3 separate regions of the Mus musculus genome follow, and all the other regions are linked to region 2. Evidence: chromatin contacts called from public HiChIP or PLAC-seq and promoter capture Hi-C data. All regions are on one chromosome and are shown on one strand. The core of a region is the stretch at or near the end of the contact, and the rest is flanking DNA. Distances in the headings are between cores, read along the strand shown. Region 1 overlaps Prkg2 (protein kinase, cGMP-dependent, type II). Region 2 holds the start of 4930524J08Rik. Region 3 holds the start of A730035I17Rik (RIKEN cDNA A730035I17 gene).

The links. Promoter capture Hi-C pulls out the DNA fragments that hold promoters and counts their contacts. HiChIP or PLAC-seq counts read pairs in DNA pulled down with a chosen protein or histone mark.
Region 1: a contact with region 2 is called in an HNF4G HiChIP or PLAC-seq map of pancreatic cancer cells. The contact joins the enhancer-like site here to the promoter of 4930524J08Rik in region 2. A contact is called at or near these places in 3 of 39 promoter capture datasets (the 3T3-L1 cell line and hippocampal neurons) and 2 of 115 datasets of contacts at active chromatin or transcription factors (embryonic forebrain and pancreatic cancer cells).
Region 3: a promoter capture Hi-C map of hippocampal neurons shows a contact between it and region 2, with 8 times the contacts expected there. The contact joins the promoter of A730035I17Rik here to the promoter of 4930524J08Rik in region 2. A contact is called at or near these places in 1 of 39 promoter capture datasets (hippocampal neurons) and 1 of 115 datasets of contacts at active chromatin or transcription factors (astrocytes).

What each region holds. Positions count from the first base shown.
Region 1 is chr5:98,941,882-98,945,783 of GRCm38.p6, reverse strand. It overlaps Prkg2 (protein kinase, cGMP-dependent, type II), which reads left to right. Exons shown (of 19, transcript NM_008926.4): 16 at 2,248-2,370; 17 at 3,568-3,630. Among named protein-coding and RNA genes, the nearest start is that of Gm42123, 53 kb to the right of the region's middle. Within about 2 kb of position 1,808, at least 46 of the 459 cell types and tissues checked have an H3K27ac peak or open chromatin away from gene starts, as enhancers often do. A contact at or near this core is called in pancreatic cancer cells, where this site is marked.
Region 2 is chr5:99,977,612-99,981,820 of GRCm38.p6, reverse strand. It overlaps 4930524J08Rik, which reads right to left and starts at 2,886. Exons shown (of 2, transcript XM_030254981.1): 1 at 2,869-2,886; 2 at 2,155-2,784. The coding sequence starts at 2,886. The coding sequence ends at 2,269. Hnrnpd (heterogeneous nuclear ribonucleoprotein D) reads left to right here and starts at 2,883. Exons shown (of 9, transcript NM_001077265.2): 1 at 2,883-3,429. The coding sequence starts at 3,197.
Region 3 is chr5:98,184,552-98,188,510 of GRCm38.p6, reverse strand. It overlaps A730035I17Rik (RIKEN cDNA A730035I17 gene), which reads left to right and starts at 2,527. Exons shown (of 3, transcript NR_153823.1): 1 at 2,527-3,467; 2 at 3,743-3,793. It overlaps Prdm8 (PR domain containing 8), which reads right to left. Exons shown (of 4, transcript NM_029947.2): 3 at 3,822-3,959; 4 at 1,063-3,487. The coding sequence ends at 1,869.

The DNA.
Region 1 (3,902 bases), core at 559-3,058, 1.0 Mb after region 2:
AGGGGGCCTCAAACCATCATAAAGAAGTTAGGGAGATATTTTGCCAGGCATTTTCAGGGCAGAAGAAAGTCCATTTTTAATTCTCTGATCCAGTGTTTCAGGTTGTCAGGGAAAGAACACCATGAGAATCATAACAAGGCTGTAAATATGCTCGTGCATGCATCTCTGTGTATTGAAGATGCCAAACCAATGGCTTTGCCTCTGGCTTCATTTTCTTCACAGTGGAATCAGAGGTTACTTGAAACTCAATGCATTACCTTTGCTCTAAGGCTTTATTATTTTATTTTATTGTGCCAAAGGTGAGGACAGTTGGTTTCCAAGTAGTACAGCCATAGTTGCTAAACAACAGAGTAATTAGGTGTTTTTTAATCTTCAAATTTTAAATGGTGTACTAGCCCAGACATGAAAATGTTTTAGGAATCAAAGTGATAAACAAATTAAAATGTTGCCCCACTTTGGTGGCTACATCTAAACCCCACTAGTCTTTGAAGTATTCTCTTCGGTGCTTTACAGGCCCTGCCTCTCCCTCCTCATCTTACCGTGATAGCCCCATCTCTGTACTCATTTCTGAGTTTTCTCATTTTCCTGATAGTTACATTGAACCAGTCAGTCCTTGACCTCTTTTCCACCTAACACTTACTGCGTCATATCCTCAAGTCCTACAACCATAAACCTTATGAGATGATGAGATGGACCAAGTTAATCTTCCTAGTGTTTCTCTTCAATGTTAGGCCCATAAACCCAATGGCCTGCCTCTCAGGTCCACATGGCTCTGCAACATAGCCAGGGTCCTTTCCCCGGTGACTAGCTGCAGCAACACTGAGTCAGGTGACTTTCCATTGCTGTGACCAAATACCTGAGGTCACTTAGAAGTAAGAAAAGATGTATTCTGGTTCCTTGTTTCAGTCTATGAATCACTGACCCTGTAGATTTGGGAACATGGCACGTTATGACAGAGCATGCGGCAAATGATGTCTGTCACTATGAGGTGGCCAGAACACAAAGAGGAAGAGACGAACATCTCAATATTCCAGTTAAGGTCCTTTCTCCAATGGCCTTTCTTCTGGCCTCATTCCGAAAAGTTCCTGTTACGTCTCCATTATGACACAGCTTGGGGACCGGGGCCTCTGGGGACTAGCCTAGACCCAAATTATAGCACTTGCCTCGTCCCTAGTTTGTCCATCTTAGGGAAAATAGTTCTATTCAGTGGGCACCGTGGCCAGGAATCATTCTTGAATTTCTTTTCTCTCTTCCCCACCACATTCACTACGTTGGCAAATCCTGTTAGTTTTATCATTAGTCTTAGGCCAGGCTATATCACAAAATTCTATAGGCTGGTGACTTTTTTTAAAGCTCATTTATTTCTTGCAGTTTGGGAGGCTGGAAGCCTCAGCAAAAAGTTGAGCTCTAGTGAGGACTCCCTTTTAGTTGTAGACTTATAGGATCCTCGCTAGGAAAAAGATGGCCAGCCAGACTCCTGTCTTAGAAGGTCACCAATCCTATTCATTGATAGGCACACTCTCAACCTAATTAACTTTATAAAATCCCATCACTTCAAGATTATGGTTCCAACATATAAATCTGACAAAGAGACATAATTAGTACAGTCCATGGACTAGATAGAGCCACGTCTCTTTCAATATCTTCAGCACAGCTTCCCACCGCCAGCCTGCCAGCCTCACCCCATACTGGACTTTATTTCTTGTATTAAAAAAGATGACTCAAGTTGCTGTAAGTTCTACCACTGACTCAGATCCATGCCCAGATCTTCACTGTAGCCCACGGGATACACAGGATGCTGTGGTAATCTCTCAGCGTCCCTGGAAGCTTACTCATTCTACCATTTACTGCCCACTCCTGCCCACTCCCGACACATTCCTTTGTACTTCCTGTCTCAGAACTCAGTGATCTCAAACAAGACAACTCTGTGTCTCATTGGCTCCCTCTGTCCATTCAGACTTCTCCTTTGTCAGCGTAGAAAGGAGGCTTTTCCTACTCACCTTCTTACACACACACACACACACACACACACAAGAAAATCACACCCCCTCCCTTTCTGTCTTCTCCTTTTAGGGGTTATTTAAGTGATGGGAAATTGATTAAAGGCTTTCCACAATATACCCCAATTTGTTGTAAAGTAACTAAGAGGGAGGGTCAGAGAACAGAACCGGAGTGGAAAGAGAAGTAGGAAAAGAGGAGCCCCACAAGACTCTCTCTGAAGTGCGTCTTATTTTGTGTCTTCTCCAGCCCTCCCTTTTCTGGGATAGACCAAATGATGACCTACAATTTGATTCTCAAGGGAATCGAGAAAATGGATTTCCCCAGAAAGATAACAAGGCGCCCTGAGGATTTGATCCGGAGGCTTTGCAGGTGAGAATGACCATGGGCCACAGAGGAAGTGTGAAGGCTTCTGCTCCCCGTGCAATGCGGAGATGTTTTGCAATTACGTTTGTGCGTTCAGTACTTGGACATCTTATGTTGCTGTTGTAACTGAAGAAAGTTTTTAAGTTAAATATTTTTGAAAATATTTTTGCATGTGTATTTGTGCACGGGTGCATGCCTGGTGCCTTCAGAGGCTAGGCGATGTCATCATATCTAGAACTGGAGTTATAGACTGTTGTGAGTTGTCGTGTAGATGCTGGGGACCCATTACAGGTCCTCAGGAGAAACAGCAAATTCCCCTGACCATGGAGCTGAGCTGTGTCTCCAGCTCCCTAGTAGTCTTCTTTCCTTTTTGTTTTTTAACAGAGTTCAAGAAAAGATTTTTATTTATTTTTATTTTGTGTTTATAGGTATTTTACCTGTATGCATGTCTGTGCACCATGTGCATGTCCATAGAAATTAAAAAAGGGCATTGTTGTGTCTCCTGGGGCTGGAGTTAGAGACAGCTGTGAGTGCTCTACAGGTGCTTGGACTTGAACTTGAGTCCTCTGGAAGAATAGTCAATGTTTTCACCCACTGAGCTATCTCTCCAGCCCCTTCGTAGTCTTTAAGAAAATGTACTTTTCCAGTCTTCTTTTAAATTATTTCAGCCTTTGACTTACTATCGAAAACATCAATTTTCAGAGAAACATTGGAGACTTCTAGAGCTTTGTTTTGTTTGGCCCAAACTCCAATGCACTGCTGTGCCCCTGTCCCACCTTTGGAGATGTTTTTAAAGCATATAAAGTTAGTAAATCAAAAACATCAAACCTAGTTTGGGATTTGCAAATAGGAATACCTACACACTTCTGAGATTGCAGCTTGGATGTAAATGAAATCCTAACACATTTCCCAGTTTTCTCAGCAGCATTTGCAACTAAGTTTGCAAGCTAGTATTTATTCAAGTCTATCCACAGCTCATGCAGAGAACAGATAGATGAATCCAGACACTCAGCTGCAGCTCCTCCATGGAAGGACCATAATTTTGTTTTCTCCCTGTGGTCAAATGGCTGGCCTGCAGTAGGATCTGATGAAAGTTATTGAGTAAATGAATTTAAACACAAGCACTATTCTTTTTTCTAAAACCACTTGTATGTTGTTGTTGTTGTTGTTGTTGTTGTTAACTTCTCCCATCAATCATTTTAGGCAAAACCCAACAGAAAGGCTGGGAAATCTGAAGAACGGGATCAACGACATTAAGAAACACAGGTAACTGATTTTCCTTGTTGCTGACATAAACATATAAATGTGCAGAATAACCAGGTGTCTTAGGTAGGGTTTCTTTTGCTGTGATAAATACCACGGTCAAAAGCAGCCTGGGGAGGGAAGGGCTCATTTCATCTCACAGCTTATATATAGTCCATCATCCAGGGAAATCAACACAGCCACCTGGAGGCGGGTACTGATACAGAGGCCGTGGAGGGTACTGCCTACTGGCTTGCCCATAGGTTAATCGGAGGGTGGGGGGCACTTTCTCAGTT
Region 2 (4,209 bases), core at 1,637-4,136:
TGATGGCCTGGACACTGAGGGGTGATATTGCTTCCTTCCCAGTGGTTTGGGAAAGTCAAGTGTAGCTTCCCCAACCACTTCTTATGTGTGGAATAAAGCTTAGAAAATACCTTTTCTTTCTTTCCTCTTTAAGAAAGTTCATACATCAAGAAATCTCTGGGTATATTTATGCCAGTGATAAAGTGAGAGAAAGAGGAGAGCCATTTGAATTCTCTAGGCGAAAAAAGTCTGAAAGATTTTGATCATTTAAAAAAAATCAGCCGGGCGTGGTGGCGCACGCCTTTAATCCCAGCACTCGGGAGGCAGAGGCAGGCGGATTTCTGAGTTCGAGGCCAGCCTGGTCTACAGAGTGAGCTCCAGGACAGCCAGGGCTATACAGAGAAACCCTGTCTCGAAACAAACAAACAAACAAACAAACAAAACAAAAAACAAAAATCAATGAGCAATTATTGGGTCAATACAGTCTCTTACATAATTTCTACCTTTATATAATATCTGTTTTTATATAGGTGTGAAAATATAACTAGGGTATAGAGGAATGTTATTTTTGTTCTTCAAAAACTAATGGTGTCTAGATGGCTGTAATTAAGAAGAGCAGAGATAAAGAAGGATAATGGGCTATGCAAAGTGGTGATTAATTCACCCTGAGGGGTCTGTGAAATGCCACAGATACAATGACATTGACTGGGATGCTGGCAGCCGGATAGCTCACCAGGCCAATAAGGTTGAAATCACACAGTTGAGAAAGAAGTTCAGGTTGGAGGAAATGACACAAGGTGTAGAATTTAAGGCCCTAGGCTAAAAATGGTGGCTCAACCCTATAATCTCAGCATTCCTGAGGCTGAAGCAGGAATACTGCCCAGAGTGTGAGGCCACCTTAGGCTATACAGTGATCTCCAGGCCAGCCTGGGTTACAGACCCTGTCTCAAAAAAGAAAACAAAACAAGGCACGTAGGCCTTAGTGTGAGGAACTCTTGAGTAACACTCAAATTCCAGAAGCGACAGGGCTGCCTGTGAATTAAAGTAAACTTTTTTCGGTAAAATGATGTCTTAGTTACTGTTCTACTGTTGTGAGGACCAATGCAATGTGTAAGAGAAAAGCATTTGGTTGGGGGCTTGCTTCTAATTTGAGAGGGGTAGTCCAGTGTCAGCATGGTGGGAAGCAGGCAGGGTAGGCAATGACCTGTGGGCTGAGAGCTTTCCATCCTGATCCACAGGCAGCAGGCAGAAAGGCCTGGTATGGCCTTTGAAACCTCAAAGCAAATTCCATGAATACCATCTCCCAACACAGCCATGCCTCCTAATCCTTCCCAAACAGTTCCATGGCATGGTGACTAAAACATTCAAACATAGGAGCCTTTGGGACCAATCTCTAAACCACTACAACCAGTTTTTCTAAAAGGCTCATCATTTAAATCCATAGGATAAATAAAAACCTCGGGTTCATCCAAGTTGTTGCCAACCTGCAATATTTGACTTGAGTCATCTTATTTGGTCAGTATTTTTGGATGGTAAAGAAAAACGTGGAATCACTTCTTTTTCGCCAATCATCTTGGTGGTTGCCTGTCTGTGATTTGCTCAATGTTGAAGACATTTCCACTATTTGATGCATATTCTTTCATTTTATGGATTCTGTAACAAACTGTAGTGATAAATCTTGTTTTAATCGTTGGGATTTTCAGATTATGTACAGTTACTGTAAATTGACTTAAAGTACACCATGGGAAGCATTTATTTAAAATTTTTTTATGTGTTTTGCTAAGGGGTAATGCCAGGTTGGCCTCAACAGTCCTTCCTCCCTTCTCTGGGATCACAGTTCTGGGATTACAGCGTGTACCTAATTAGCTGGGCTGAAGTCCTGTCCCTGTATGCTGTCTTTTGTAAACTTCTCCAAACCCTGTTTGGAAACTGGATACTTACTAAGCAGTCGAGTGGTTGACGACAAAAAAAACCAAACCAAACCAAACCAAACCAAACCAGAAATTCCATTTTCTTCTAAGTCTTGCAGGAAGCTTCAAAGTCTAACTCCTGAGTAGGAATTCCAATAGGTTTCTTAGCGATTAATTTTAAAATCGTGAATCACACGCCTAACGGCGTTTCATTTTTTTCTTTTTATAAAATCGCCACCTCAACACCACAAACCCAGAAACCTCGTAAAGATGATTCATGACATTTATATATCCTGTTTAATACAAGGACTGTAACTCGTAAAAAAAAAGGAGCCCTGGAGTCGACCTTAATACATACACTTCCCAATCCATAGTGACTTCAAAGAATCGTGGCCGGCGTTAGGCTCTTGTAATAACGGAGGCAAAGCTTAAGACTAGGGAAGCAACTCTGAGAAGAGGCAGCCTCGACCATCAAAGCCGCCTTTGGACAGCGCCGCGGCGGAGCCTCAATGTCACCCGGCGCAGGGACGGCGGAGCACTGCACAGGCGCGGCCCGCTGCCCCACGCAGGTCCCGGGGCCCACAGCCGTGGCTCCCTGAGGGCAGCCTCCACGAAGTCTCCGCTGGGGATGGACGAACCACACCCCTCCAGGTCGGCCGCGCCTGCCAACCAAAGCCGAGGAGCGGCCGGTGACTCCAGGAATCCGCGGAAGGGCGGGGCCAAGGGACGGGGGCGGGGGAGGCCTCTCTAGCCGCGCCCTCGAACCAGCGCTCCTTGTTCTCGATGGTACCCGCGCGCCCCTCTTGCGCACGCCACTTCCGGTCCTCTTTAAAGGCCCGCGCCGCGCGACCGCGGGGCGTGAGAGCCAGTCGGAAAGGGACGGGGAGGGCGGGGCCTGCGCGGGGGGCGGGGCCTAGCGGTGGACGGGGGCGGGGGAGGCGCAAAGGGCGCGCTCCGGAGCCACGTGACCGGGACGCGCCGTTCTTCCGTCGGCCATTTTAGGTGGTCCGCGGCGGCGCCATTAAAGCGAGGAGGAGGCGAGAGTGGCCGCCGCTGCTACTTCATTCTTTTTTTTTTCAGTGCAGCCGGGGAGAGCGAGAGAGCGCGCTGCGCGAGAGTGGGAGGCGAGGGGGGCAGGCCGGGGAGAGGCGCAGGAGCCCTTGCAGCCACGCGCGCGCCTTGTCTAGGGTGCCTCGCGAGGTAGAGCGGGCATCGCGCGGCGGCGGCGGGGATTACTTTGCTGCTAGTTTCGGTTCGCGGCGGCGGCGGCGTCGGCGGGTGTCGTCTTCGGCGGCGGCAGTAGCACTATGTCGGAGGAGCAGTTCGGAGGGGACGGGGCGGCGGCGGCGGCAACGGCGGCGGTAGGCGGCTCGGCGGGCGAGCAGGAGGGAGCCATGGTGGCGGCGGCGGCGCAGGGGCCGGCGGCGGCGGCGGGAAGCGGGAGCGGCGGCGGCGGCTCTGCGGCCGGAGGCACCGAAGGAGGCAGCGCCGAGGCAGAGGGAGCCAAGATCGACGCCAGTAAGAACGAGGAGGATGAAGGGTGAGTAAGGGGCGGCCCCGGGCAGCCGCTCGCCAGGCCCCCTCCCCCTCCCCGCCATTAGGCCTCGCTCCCGCGACCGCCCGCCCGCCCGCAGGCCCCAGTGCAGTCGCCCCCTCGGCCGCCCCTCTTGTACCTCGGGCTCCCCCCCGGGCCTGCATCTCCTTCCCTGCCTGCTCGCCCCCTCCCCCATCACACACGTTTCCACCTTTAGCCGTCACCATGCTACTCCGCGGCCCGCCCTCTTTCCTCCCTCGCCGCGGGTCTCCTCCCACCGATGTGGCCGCCAGGATTTTTTCCCGCCTGTCGGAGCTTACCCTCCCACCCCACCCCCACGTCTCCCGGATTTCTAACCTCTTAGGCTTAAAAATGCAAACGCACAGAAAAGCTTTTTACCAGGGTTGCCAAGGTTGGTCGGGCGCTTCGCCCTCGCCCCCGAGACGGTGCGATTATTGACACGCTCTTGCTTTGGGAAAGCTGTAGGCTGTCCACCTCTCTTTTCTCCCGCGTCGGCCGCAGGCCATTGCTTTTAAATAGTTTTCGTCTTAGGATTCGTTCGTTCTGTCCACTTTACGCTGTCACCACGACACGCTCCTACAGGCCCTGCGTTTGTGCTGTAGACAGACCGGGCCTGCCAAAGTCCCTGGTCTGCTGGCGCGTTGGTGTGGCTCCGCGGGCTCCATTTAAGTCCTTCCTGGTCGATGGGGCCTGTACTTGACTGGGGCTCTTCCACCTCCCGCCTGCGGTTGCCCTTCCCCCATTCTGCCAAGTTATTCTCTCTAT
Region 3 (3,959 bases), core at 1,278-3,777, 1.8 Mb after region 2:
TGCCAAAATAGTATTCGAATGACTCCAAGGTAGACAAACAGCTTTTCCACCAAAGTGGCCATATTCCCTGAATACATTTATCACCCCTACAACAGGGTCCCTGTTCTAAATGCAACTTGCTGTCTGGTGGCCTTAAAACAATGAAGGCTTCAAAATCCTTTAGGGAAAGTTTTTGAAAAGCCTTGAGATGAAGACATGTGTGAAGTTCCCACTAGAGATCTCTCCACAAGCATCCTTCACATGGAAGGGGGAAATCAACAAAAAGGGAGGTGTAGTTAAGGGTTCAATGGGGGGAGGGGGGAGGGGAGGGAAGGAGAGAGAGAGAGAGAGAGGTGTGTGTGTGTGTGTGTGTGTGTGTGTGTGTGTGTGTGTGTGTGTGTTGGTGGGGGTGAGGTTGCTGCAAAGAAGGCTCATTGGTCATTTGGTTTTTAGTGTAGAGGCTTCAGTGTACACCAGACACAAACATGATGTTCTCTAAGAACTGAAGTCAGAAGCCAAGATGACAGCGACTTTTCATAAAGAACCAGTTGGTTCCTCGGTATCTTTGTCTCAGGATCACTCCCAGATAGACATGTGTGGACACGGAGGCCTTTGATATACCATCAGCAAACCTCGGTCTTTCAAATTGTATTACTTGATAGATTCTCTATGTGTCCTTAATGGATGATAGGAAGCTTGAAGTTCTAGAATGTAGGACATCCCTTGGGGGAAGTATCACTACTAGATCCTAAAGTGGGCTTAAAAAATGCAGATTGGTCACTTATGTGGAGAGTAATTCTTTTCCTTCTGGAAGAGACACCTACAAAGTTCTGACAGGGAACCTGTATGGCAATTACTGCACCTAAGTGATTTGTCCTTGATCCTTAAACCCAACACCTTTCAGATAGAGAATCTTCAAGTGACAATCAACACCCTTAGGCTCAAAACTGGCTTGTAGTTAATACCTGCAGAGGAAGCTGTGGTCTCCTTGCTTCTTTTCAAGGAGTCAACGAAAAGGCATCAACTATCCAAAGTATTATACTGACCTAAAAATATTTTTTGTAAACTTTCCAAATATTTGCTTTGAGGAAAATAGTTATTTATTGTCAAAGCATCCAACATACCTGGATAAACTATACCGTTTAATAAATCTCTTAGGGATAGAAGAAACACATAACTATTCAGACTCCATGTCACTGGCACAAAATTACACTTTGTATTAAAAGGGAATACATATTTACATCATTGATGACATTCTTCACTGAAGTCCATAATCATTTCATGATACATGCACTTCCCCCTGGAAACTTAAACCGAATGGCGCCCCCCTTTTTATCCATTTTGTTTATTTTTGTAAGAACACAGCTGTCATCAGGAAATGCAGAACGCATCTCCTCTTCCTCCATTACTTTATATCTAAAATAAACTTTGTCCTTACATATAATTATTACATCTAAACCATAAGTGCTTAATAATTTAAGTAGAAACGTATGACAAATGCATCAATATGTTGCAATATATGACATTTTTTTAAAAATGTACTTTTGTTTTTGGGAAAGTGAAAATTCGTGCATTCAAAAGAAAACCCCGCTCAAACAACCCACCCAATCCAAAATCCACCATCCTGTGCATCGTGTGCGTGCGTCCGTGTGTGCGTTCGTGCGTGCGTGTGTGTGTGTGTGTGTGTGTGTGTGTGTGTGTGTGTGTGTGAAATTAAACATTTGGATGATGAGGCTCCTGGCGAGGGGAGGGACCTGTGTGTGCACGTGTTTGGTTGCAGTGTTTGGGGGCATAAGGTAGTGGTGGATGTCATCCTCGCGTGTCTGCTCCTGCAGGTGGCTTGACTGTGCGTGCACACGCGTGGAAAGCCGGAGTCTTTTACGCAACAATTAATTATGCGAGGTCATGTGCCGGGACAGGTGGTGACGCTCCCTGAAGGACTCGTTGCAAATGGGGCACTTGAGTTTCTCCTCCCGCCGCCGCTTCACCAGGGGCTCCATGGCATACTCCTTTTTGTGGTGAGACCGCATATGGTACACCAGGTCGGAGGTCATGCGGAAGGAGGCGTTGCATTTGGCGCACCAGTTCTGCGCGGGCAGACACAGCGAAGTGAAGGAGGGCGGCAGCAGGGTGAGCGCGGAGGGCAGTTGCAGCTGCAGGGGCCCGGCGGCGGCCGCCGCCGCCGCTGCCGCCGCAGCCGAGCTCTTGGGCCAGAAGGCGGTGGCGTAGAGGAAGGGGCTCTGCTTGGGCAAGCCACCGCCACCGCCGCTCGCCAGGGGCCCGCAGGCTCCGTTCAGGTCCGCTGCCCCCTGCAGCTTCACAGCCAGCGGATCGGCGGCGGCCGGGTAGAGTCTGGTGGGACCCACGCCGTCTCCCGGGTGACACGGCTCGAGAGCGCCCAGCTTCTGGCCGAGGACCAACGGGGACAGCTGCGAGAAGGAGCGCGCGGGCTGCGAGAAGGCGCTCTTCCGCTCGTCCGATGCGGCCGTTTGGCCGCCCCCCGAGCCCCCCGCAGTCCCCGCGGTCCCCGCGCCGCCACCGCCGCCCAGCTGCGACACCGAGGTGAAGGCGCTGCCGCGCGCGGGGCTCCCGCCCTCCAGCCGTCCGGGCAGAGAGCCTCCGGGACGCGGAGCCAGCAACTTCTCGGGGGCCCCAGGCGACCCCGCCGCGGGGGTGGACGAGCCGTTGCTGCCGCCGCCGGCGACACCGCCTCCCGCGTCGGGGTCCTCGGCCGTGCCCCCTGCGCCGTCTGTCGCCGCCGCCTCCTCCTGCAAGCCCACCGCGCGGCCCGCCTTCTTCACCTCCACGAAGGCGCTGCGCTTCGCCTCGCCAGTCTCCGGGCTGGGCGGCGCGAAGAGCCGGCCGTTCTCCTCCAGGCCGAAGTAGCTGCCGGCGGCGCGGTACTGCTGCGGCGTGCACACCAACTCCTCCTTGGAGGTCGCCAGCGGCCTCTCGGAGAAGCGCGCACGGCCGCCCGCCAGCCCCGCGCCGCCGCCCTCCGCCGCCGCCTCCTCTGGGAACCGCCTCTTGCCTTTGCAGCCGCCGGTGGCGACGCCGTCGGGACTCAGCTCCGCCTCCTGGTGGCCGCTGCCGCCACTGCCGACGCCCGGGGCCGCTACGCAACTGCTGCTTCCCCGGGAGTTTTCCAGTTCCCGAGCCAAGTTGTGGAAGTCCGTGGACGGCTTGGCGCTGCCGGCACCCGCGGAGCCCGGCGGGTTGCTCGCCTCCGGGGATGACGCGGGGTAGTGGTGTATGGGGCCGGCTTTGCAGAACTTGGGGCCCGGGATCAACGGCGCCTCCTGTTGCTGCTGCTGTTGCTGCTGCTGTTGCTCTTTACCACCGCCGCCGCCGCCGTGGTCCTTAGTGCCCAAGCCGCCCCCTTGCTCGTCTTGGGGATTCGCATCAGTGCTGTGAAGTCTCTTGGGGCAGCGGAATCGCAGATGTGCCACATAGGGGAACTCAAACTGGAAACGTTGGCTGCATTCCAGGCATGTGTAAGGAGACGACCCTGCTTAGTGAGCAAACACACACACACACACACACACACACACACACACACACACACACACACACACCCCACATGGTTAGTTAGCATCGCCCCTAGGCCACTTAGCCATCCTCCCCATAACAAATCCACTTTATCTTTCTGGGCTGAGTGCCCAAAAAAATGAATACACTATCCTATTTGGTGCAACTTACTTTCTTGATTTGTGCATTTACTAAGTCAAACGCTCCCCAACTTTTCCTTCCCCTTCTGTCCTAGTTCCATTCGGGACAACACCTCAGAAGCTTCGTCCACCCTATGATGTGCAAGGTGAGCCCAGGCACCCGAGCCAACCTACCGTTCATTTTGTGAGCTCTAGACGGGCAGAGCAAGAGCAATTCAGTCAGTTCTTTCCCGTACCAAACTAGTAACTCTTCATCTTTGGCAATCCTGCGGAGAGAGCGGTAGAACAGCTGTCCATTTTTTATATAAGCTT